2 separate regions of the Anas platyrhynchos genome follow, and region 1 is linked to region 2. The links are chromatin contacts, called in public Hi-C maps. All regions are on one chromosome and are shown on one strand. Each heading gives the region's core, a stretch centred on a gene start, on an enhancer-like site or on the middle of the called end of the contact. The rest is flanking DNA. Distances are from core to core; before and after follow the strand shown. Region 1 overlaps CABCOCO1 (ciliary associated calcium binding coiled-coil 1). Region 2 overlaps ARID5B (AT-rich interaction domain 5B).

The links. Hi-C and Micro-C count contacts between places; a contact is called where the count stands out from the background.
Region 1: a Hi-C map of skeletal muscle shows a contact between it and region 2, with 2.5 times the contacts expected there. The contact joins two enhancer-like sites. A contact is called at or near these places in 2 of 8 Hi-C or Micro-C datasets (skeletal muscle and subcutaneous adipose tissue).

Annotation. Positions count from the first base shown.
Region 1 is chr6:9,978,441-9,982,200 of IASCAAS_PekinDuck_T2T, forward strand. CABCOCO1 (ciliary associated calcium binding coiled-coil 1) reads right to left here. Exons shown (of 13, transcript XM_072040065.1): 13 at 1-1,885. The coding sequence ends at 1,808. Among named protein-coding and RNA genes, the nearest start is that of ARID5B, 46 kb to the left of the region's middle. Within about 2 kb of position 2,036, at least 3 of the 8 cell types and tissues checked have an H3K27ac peak or open chromatin away from gene starts, as enhancers often do.
Region 2 is chr6:9,857,925-9,861,578 of IASCAAS_PekinDuck_T2T, forward strand. The region is part of intron 4 of ARID5B (AT-rich interaction domain 5B); the gene reads right to left. Among named protein-coding and RNA genes, the nearest start is that of ARID5B, 74 kb to the right of the region's middle. Within about 2 kb of position 1,992, at least 1 of the 8 cell types and tissues checked has an H3K27ac peak or open chromatin away from gene starts, as enhancers often do.

The sequences.
Region 1 (3,760 bases), core at 786-3,285, 120 kb after region 2:
ATTGACAATAACGTTTTCAGCAAAAATTTCAAGAAATACTCCTCCCCTTCCATACAGACAGTTCTTTTCAGAAGTTATGTTCACACCTTTGAGTTCAAAATCAGGGAAATTTGTGACATTCGCATAATGCTCTGGGAAATTAATTTATGCATCAAAATAAAGGTCCTTTTGATTTTAGAATTTTTTCATGACAAAAGAGTCACATTTCAAAGCAATAAAACATTGCAGAACATAACCATGGATCTTAGAAATTTTAAAGGATGTTTTTTAGGATAAACCAATAAATCCTCATGAATTACCTCACCGTTCAAATTGGAATAGGTAGATTTTACAGCTGAAAGGAAGCTCTTATTAACTTGTTGGACCATGTTAGGTAGAAAAATGAAGAAAACTTTTAGTGAATTGCTATAGAGCTTACTTCTGATCATGTAATGGGAAGAATTTTTCTCAACACATGAGACCAACTAAAATATTCTGCCCACTTAACATCTCACACAACTTCTTTACAGGAGTCCAGTGCCCACACATCTGACATGTACTTTAAAGAGTACTTCCAGGCTACTGGCACTCAAACGCAGCTATTGAATATTGTCTTTTAATTCTGGGAGCTCTTTCTGATGAACAACGTGCAGGCAACGCCCCCTTCTGGCTGTGCTCTCAGCTCTGAGCACAACCAGGGAGCACACCCATGCAAGGCAGGCAGTGACAAACAAGACCTTTCAGGCAAACTATTTCAGGTTATTGTCATTTTTGCCTGGATGAGTCAGGCTTGTGAACGTTCTTCGTTATCACCATAAAAATGTGGGTGAAGTGAAACAAAGCCTAACATTTACTTAATGAGAAACAAATACAAAATTGTAACGAATAAAATATTCTGTTTCGTAAATATTCCCTTAAACATGCAATCCAGCCCTTACGCTTGAAAGCATGACTTGTTTTTAACATGCTTTCTAGGGCACAGAGTTCTGTAACATAGCAATTAGTATAGTTTACTATTTTGAAACATAGACGTTAAACCAGTTCTTCTGATGTCAATTATTATATAGTTGGATTCCTCCTGTGTTTACAACATTTCTATGTCTGACAAAATATGGAATGATGTTAGTATACAGAGGAATAGGAAATGCATTCTCAGATGAAACGTTACACGTACATGTATTCCAGAAAAAAATCCACGGAAATCAAAAGGAATTATTTCTGGGAAGACTGTAAAAGTACATACTCTTCGTTTATGCATTTTTAGTATGGTGGAAATAAAGAAGTGTAATATATGCAACTAGTTTAAACGCTTAGAGAAAAAAATCAAAATGAAATAACATACATGTTATTAATGAATAACTATAGAAAAAAGTGTATAATTACATGTTAATTAAATTCTCTCCTTATTGTATCTGCAATGCCTCAAAATTTCATTTTCTTTCTGTGTATTCTCCTTCCAGCAAAATATCCTGAAAAAGCAGAAACTTTTAAGCATTTCACAACTGGAAGAAAGAAATAATAAAACTAGAGAGTTTTTTTTTTTTTTTTTTTAAACTGAGATTTATATTCAGAAATAAACTGAACTTCAACATGCTTGTATTACATACCCTTCTGTTTACAGTCTCCCACTTAAGTCTAAACTAAACAACAATCCTGGCAGAACACAGTGAATTTGAGGAACTCGGATGAACTATTTCTAGGTAAAAGTTAAGTGAACCATTTTCCTTTATACAAAAATAATTATGCTCTGGCAGAGAGCCAGTCTTCTGTGTGTATCACCCCCCACCCCCCAGTTTCTGTAAAATTCAACATCACCTTTCTTATCTGGTTATTTAGGACTTTTTATTTTTTCTGTTCTCAAAGTATAAGCTTCTTCTTGTATTTGCAGCTTTTCATTTATCTCTGCCTGTAAAGAAAATCAGAAGAAAAAAGTGGTAATGCTGGAGCTATCTTAGGCTGCACATTGTCTTTGTGGTTTTGACACAGTGTGGTGCAGTAAGACAGACATTATCCTACACACCTTCCTGTTTTGCAGACATAACGGTGTTTCAGCCTGTACTTATGTGATAACACTTTATCGTATTACTGTGCGCAATCCCTATGTATGGTATGTCTGCCATGAACGGGAAGTGATCTGGGACAGCCATTTCTCATATAACCTTGTCTTGGGAGATAGGCTAATTTGCCTGTATTCTCAGACAGCCTTTACCAATAAACACCAAATCAGAAAAATTGCTTTGGGATTTGGTTGTTTCCACTGTTTTCCTTTGCTGCAGATGTTTGTTCTCTAGTGTAATACATTTTATTGAAATGGCTGGAATTAGAAAGCATTACTGAAAATGAACAATAAAAAAAACATATTTCTGTGATGTTGCTTGTCTTTCTTAATTACAAACACAATTATGAATGTGTATCATATTCTGGAAATCCAGACTGTTGTACATACTGAACACTTAATTTGCAGTGTAATATTCGTGGGGGAAAAAGTACAAAGGTTCTGACATATATTAGTGAAATCTGTGGCAGTGATAAAGTGTAGCAGTTCTTAATTTGATAGCATTTAGAAATGTGGGATCACTGGGACAAAGACCACAAATATTGGGGTTTTATGGGGAGTTTATGTGTATTTTTCAGTGTCGGCATACACCACTGCCAAAATACATGAGGAACAGAAGGAGTGCAATGACGCAGTCCTTCCAAGAATTGTGATGTTTTGTTGAAACAATTGGAAAGGGCTCAAAGGTCCTTCACAGACTCTATCAAAACTGACCCAAAACTTAGAGATATATTCTGAATAGACTTCATATAATTTTGATAAAGTGAATGGATGTGGCCCATAAAAACTTGCAGTAACTCGCCATGTTAGGAACATTTTGTTTTGCCAGTCCTGGAAACCCCTACTGCTGCTATCCTGCAAACTTCCTGTCATTAGATAGCCTCAACATCTGTTGTATGGAGAACTTTTTTCCAAAGTTCTCCATATAATTGGTCAGCATCAAAAAGCTGGGATTTCTATCTCAACTTTGTGCCTTTGCATATTGCTTTCATCATATTTCATCACATCTACCTTCAAGTATCAACAAATACGTTCCTATCCCTTTACTCGTATAAACTATAAGTATACTTAGATGCTTTCCTGTGGAACACTGACCCTCCAGGCTAATCCTCTCCTAGCCACCCCAGATGCCCTTTTTTCTCCATTTTTTTAAATCTGTCTCCAGTTCTACATTCACTGGAAATCAGTTGCCACCATGCTTACTCTGGCTGCTGTTACAATCACTGAGCATTAGCACTATAATTTCAGACTGAAAGTTATTTTCTAGACCCAACGAGAGCAAAAGCTGTCCACTGTAGACAAAATGCAGATTGCAAAATCACAGTTCTTTCATAACAACACAATGCCATGAGTTTGATTGTGTAGCAGCTAAAAAATCTAATGGTGGGACTACCCCAACTGGAAAATCAGGTGAAAAAGATGAACTGTTGAACGACTTTCAAAAACAAAAAGGGATTTTCTTTTTCTAGGTATATAACCAGAGCTCTGAAAGAGGGAAAAATGCATTTCTTTAATCTCAGCAGGTTTTGTAAAGAAGAAAAGCTCTTAGTACTGATGCTAATGAAATCAAGGTCAAGTGAAAATCATGCATTCCTTTGTTCTGTAGGGATGGAAAGGAGTAAGAGAACATAGGCTAGGTTCTCTTCCATTGCCAAAGGCATGCTGAAAGGGAATATGAAATGAAGTAGGTAGATCTAATGATGGTATCATTATTCCAATTGATAT
Region 2 (3,654 bases), core at 742-3,241:
AATAGGTAACTTTGCATTAATCAGCCTGCTGCATTTATTATTTTCAATCTTCAACTAAGAGGACTAACTACTATTTCCAACTTTGGGAAACATCTGTTTTTGGAAATGTTCTGAAATATTGAAATTCCTTACAGCTCCAAGAAATGTTTATATACCCTGTCATTCTTGTCAAAGTTCTTCTAAAAAAGTTTTTTTTTTTTTTTTTAAATTACCCCTGAGTCCTGAAATGGATCAAAAAACGTAACAACTAGCTCTAGAAGTTGACAAGTACTGAAATAAGTGATTGATTGTTTCATAAGGGTTACATACCACACGTATAAATTAACATGAATCACTTTCAGTTTTGTCCAATTTTTAAGATAAAACAGCTCTGAAATAACAGTGACTAAATCCTGGCCATGCTGAGCCACACTACGAATGGGATATGGATCATCATAAAAAAATATCAGATTCATCTTTCAATCACGATATTACAATAGAAATTATGACCGCATATAGAAATAAGAGATGAAGCAGATGTTTGTTCATTATTCAGTGTCCTGCCTGCTTTCAAATTTCAAAATCAGCCTCCAACTACTATGGCAACATTTAAAGTGATAAACAATCATTAACTAATGACTGTACTGAAGAAGATAATTTCCTTTAAACCTTTAATTTCTAGGTAACCATTGTTTTCATTACTTAAAGGGATGATTAGAACAATGTCAGAAATCTAAACACCACAAACCTCTTGAGTGCCTTCTAATTGTTTCTAATCTTACATTTGTCACACAGTAAGCCAGTGGTTTCAGGACATTTTACATTTTAATTAGTTTGCCAACACAATAAAGGGTGCTAATTTGATTTTCTAGTTTGAATAACAGTGTCATATGTGGTCTGCTCTGACAAAAATAGAAGTCATGGGTTTAAAACCAAAAAGTCCAGAAGACTCATCCTTTCTTCCCCTAACACTGACACAGAGTAAATATACATACGTGTACGTCTGCGAGTCCCTATTTGTGTATGTATAAAAATATGTTTATCTCCCTACAGAAATATCTCCATCTATCTCCAGCCAAGCTCATTCTGCTTATTGAAAAGTACTGCAGAAAGCAATTTTGAAATTGTCGTGTGAGGCTAGCATGCAAAATCAAACAAAGAGATAAAGAAATTATTACCCATTCCAGCCAACAAACATCTGCCTGATTCCTATCTGTACTCATGAATGCTCCAGCATGCGACTGCACCCCACGCTGTGGGAAGCCTCGGCGTGCCATGAGTGTCACTCTGACACCGGCCACGCACCGCCGCCACTCGCCCTGCTTGCCCCCGGCTGCTCCATTGCTCCCACCAGCGGGCGAGCGGCTCTGGGGCCTGGGGCAGGCACCGAGGGCTTGGAGCCCAGGTTGCTGTCCCCACCACTGACACCATGCTGGGGATGGCTGCTCTCACACGGACCACACGTGAGCTGTGAGGCCTTGCTGACGGCCGGTTCCAGCGCTTGTACCTTCCTTGGAAGGGCACTCGAATAATGGCAGTGGTTCCGCCGTGTGCTGCGCCCCGGCGCACACGTGGAAACGTCGTCTAGCCTTCGAATGGGTCCCTGACACAGCCCAACCAGCAGTGGGAGAGGGGTTCAACGTGGACCAAATATGCTTGGATGTGAATTATTCTTCTTTATTTATTATTTTTTTTTTAAAGCAAAGAAAGTAGTTCAAGGCTCAATGTTTTCCAAACATACTTGTTATCCTGAGTTTTGGCACTGTACTTTGTATCACACTATAAAGCACTCCTAATGTTTTGCTAAAAGCCTTAAAAGCAAAAAGGCATTTGTTACTGAATTCCAGGTATATCGAGCTTGCATACAAACACTGTTTGCGTTGGAGCCCTCGACGGCAGACCTGGCACAAGACCATGACCACGGCGGGTTTTTGCGCTGCCCCAGTTGCCGAGGTGCTGCGGCAGGGAGCGCCTGCAGCACCGCGCGGCGCTTCGGGCCGCTCCACGTCAGGCGCACAATTAACGAAAAAGCAGCCACTGGAGATAATACCAAAAGACAAGGCCCTTGCCTCTAATATCTGCTCCATAAAAGAAAACATTTGAAATAGCTCCAGTCGCACTTGAAACAAATCCATTAACATTTGCTCCCTAAATCATTATAAATAAATGCATTATTCGAAGATTATTTATGTTTCAGTTAGATCCATTTTGTTCTCTTGAGCAAGAAAATATGACAAGGACTGAACAAATAATTTACAACAAGGCACATGGTTGTTTTTTCATGGTTTTTTTTTTTGTTTCATTTATGACATATTCATGAGCACACTGCAGATTTCTTGAATTTCTTATTCATAATTATTTTAAAGCAATTTAAGGAACATGTTGTGGCTTAATCTCAGTCAGCTTTCCTGATAACGTTGGATGTTGAATACGGACTGGATAGTAAAGGGAATATCCTTTGTTTTTTTTCTGCTTTCTGTTTGGAGAGGGACTTATGGCGTCAATACCTGAGAATATCTGAAACAATTCAATTTCTTTACATGTTTGCACATATGGCTTTCAAATTCATTTCCTGAAAGCATTTGTGCCAGTGAGAACTGGTAACTTGTCTGTTCCCAGAAGGTGAGAATTAAATCAAAGTGAATTAAAGTAAAAAAAAAATGAATAAATAAGTGCAGAAAAACATTTGCATTTATTTGCCACCTCTTCAGGCAAAGTGCCTTGAACAGGCACACAAGAGGGATGATACAGTGCAAGTAACAGCCTGCTCTTCCTGTACGTTTGACGGTCACTTTTGCCAATTCATGTCTTTTTTCCTTTCATTGTGCTTCCTGATGTTTCTCAAAGAGGGGGAAACTGGGTTACTGAAATGTCCACCAGAACCCTTGTGCTGCTGGGAAGTTTTTTGTGCCTCTACATAGTGCATGATTCAAAGGATTCTTGCTGACTCAAGGACTTTCTTCCCAGGTTGCCAGTCAACCCAAACGGCAGGTTCACTCAGCAAACGGCAACGCACATGGAATTATCTTCCTTACAACATCTCTTGGCGCAACAGCGATCAAGAGCACAGCATGGAAAGCGGCTTCACCTGCGGAACCCTGGCAAACCCTCCAGGTATGACCAGGTGAAACACACCCAGCCACAAAATGCCCAGCGTTAGGAGGAGCGCTCCCAGGAGTGAGGCAGAGGAGCACAGGGGCTGGTGAGCTTCACACACGTCACTGGAGAGCCAGTCACCCTTACCCACCACGAGGAGCTCTGAGGGACTGCTTCAGCTCTCCCCTGCTGCCAGTTTTGTATCAGCACGCTGGTTGGTTTCCCTGCGCAGTGGATCAGGCTGGTGCCACTTAAAACTGCTCCTCGGAGCCCACCACCTGGCTGGCCCCACAATGAAATCACCACCAGCACCTGCTGCACTGCCTACTTCTTGAAAAGGAATCTGGGGCAGTGGGTCTTTACATGGAATCAAGCAAGAATGCAAGGTGAATGAAGACCTAATCCAACCGCAAGTGTTTCTAACAGTAAAGAACAAAAGGGGTGATTATTAACTAGGATGCTTGTGGCGTGGACTTTGTTTTTCAGCTAACCACTGCTCGGTAAAAGTCTTGTGCTTCTGATTAAGCGAAAGTGTGTGAAACACGTATGTCACAAATATCAACAGTTACACAACCATGA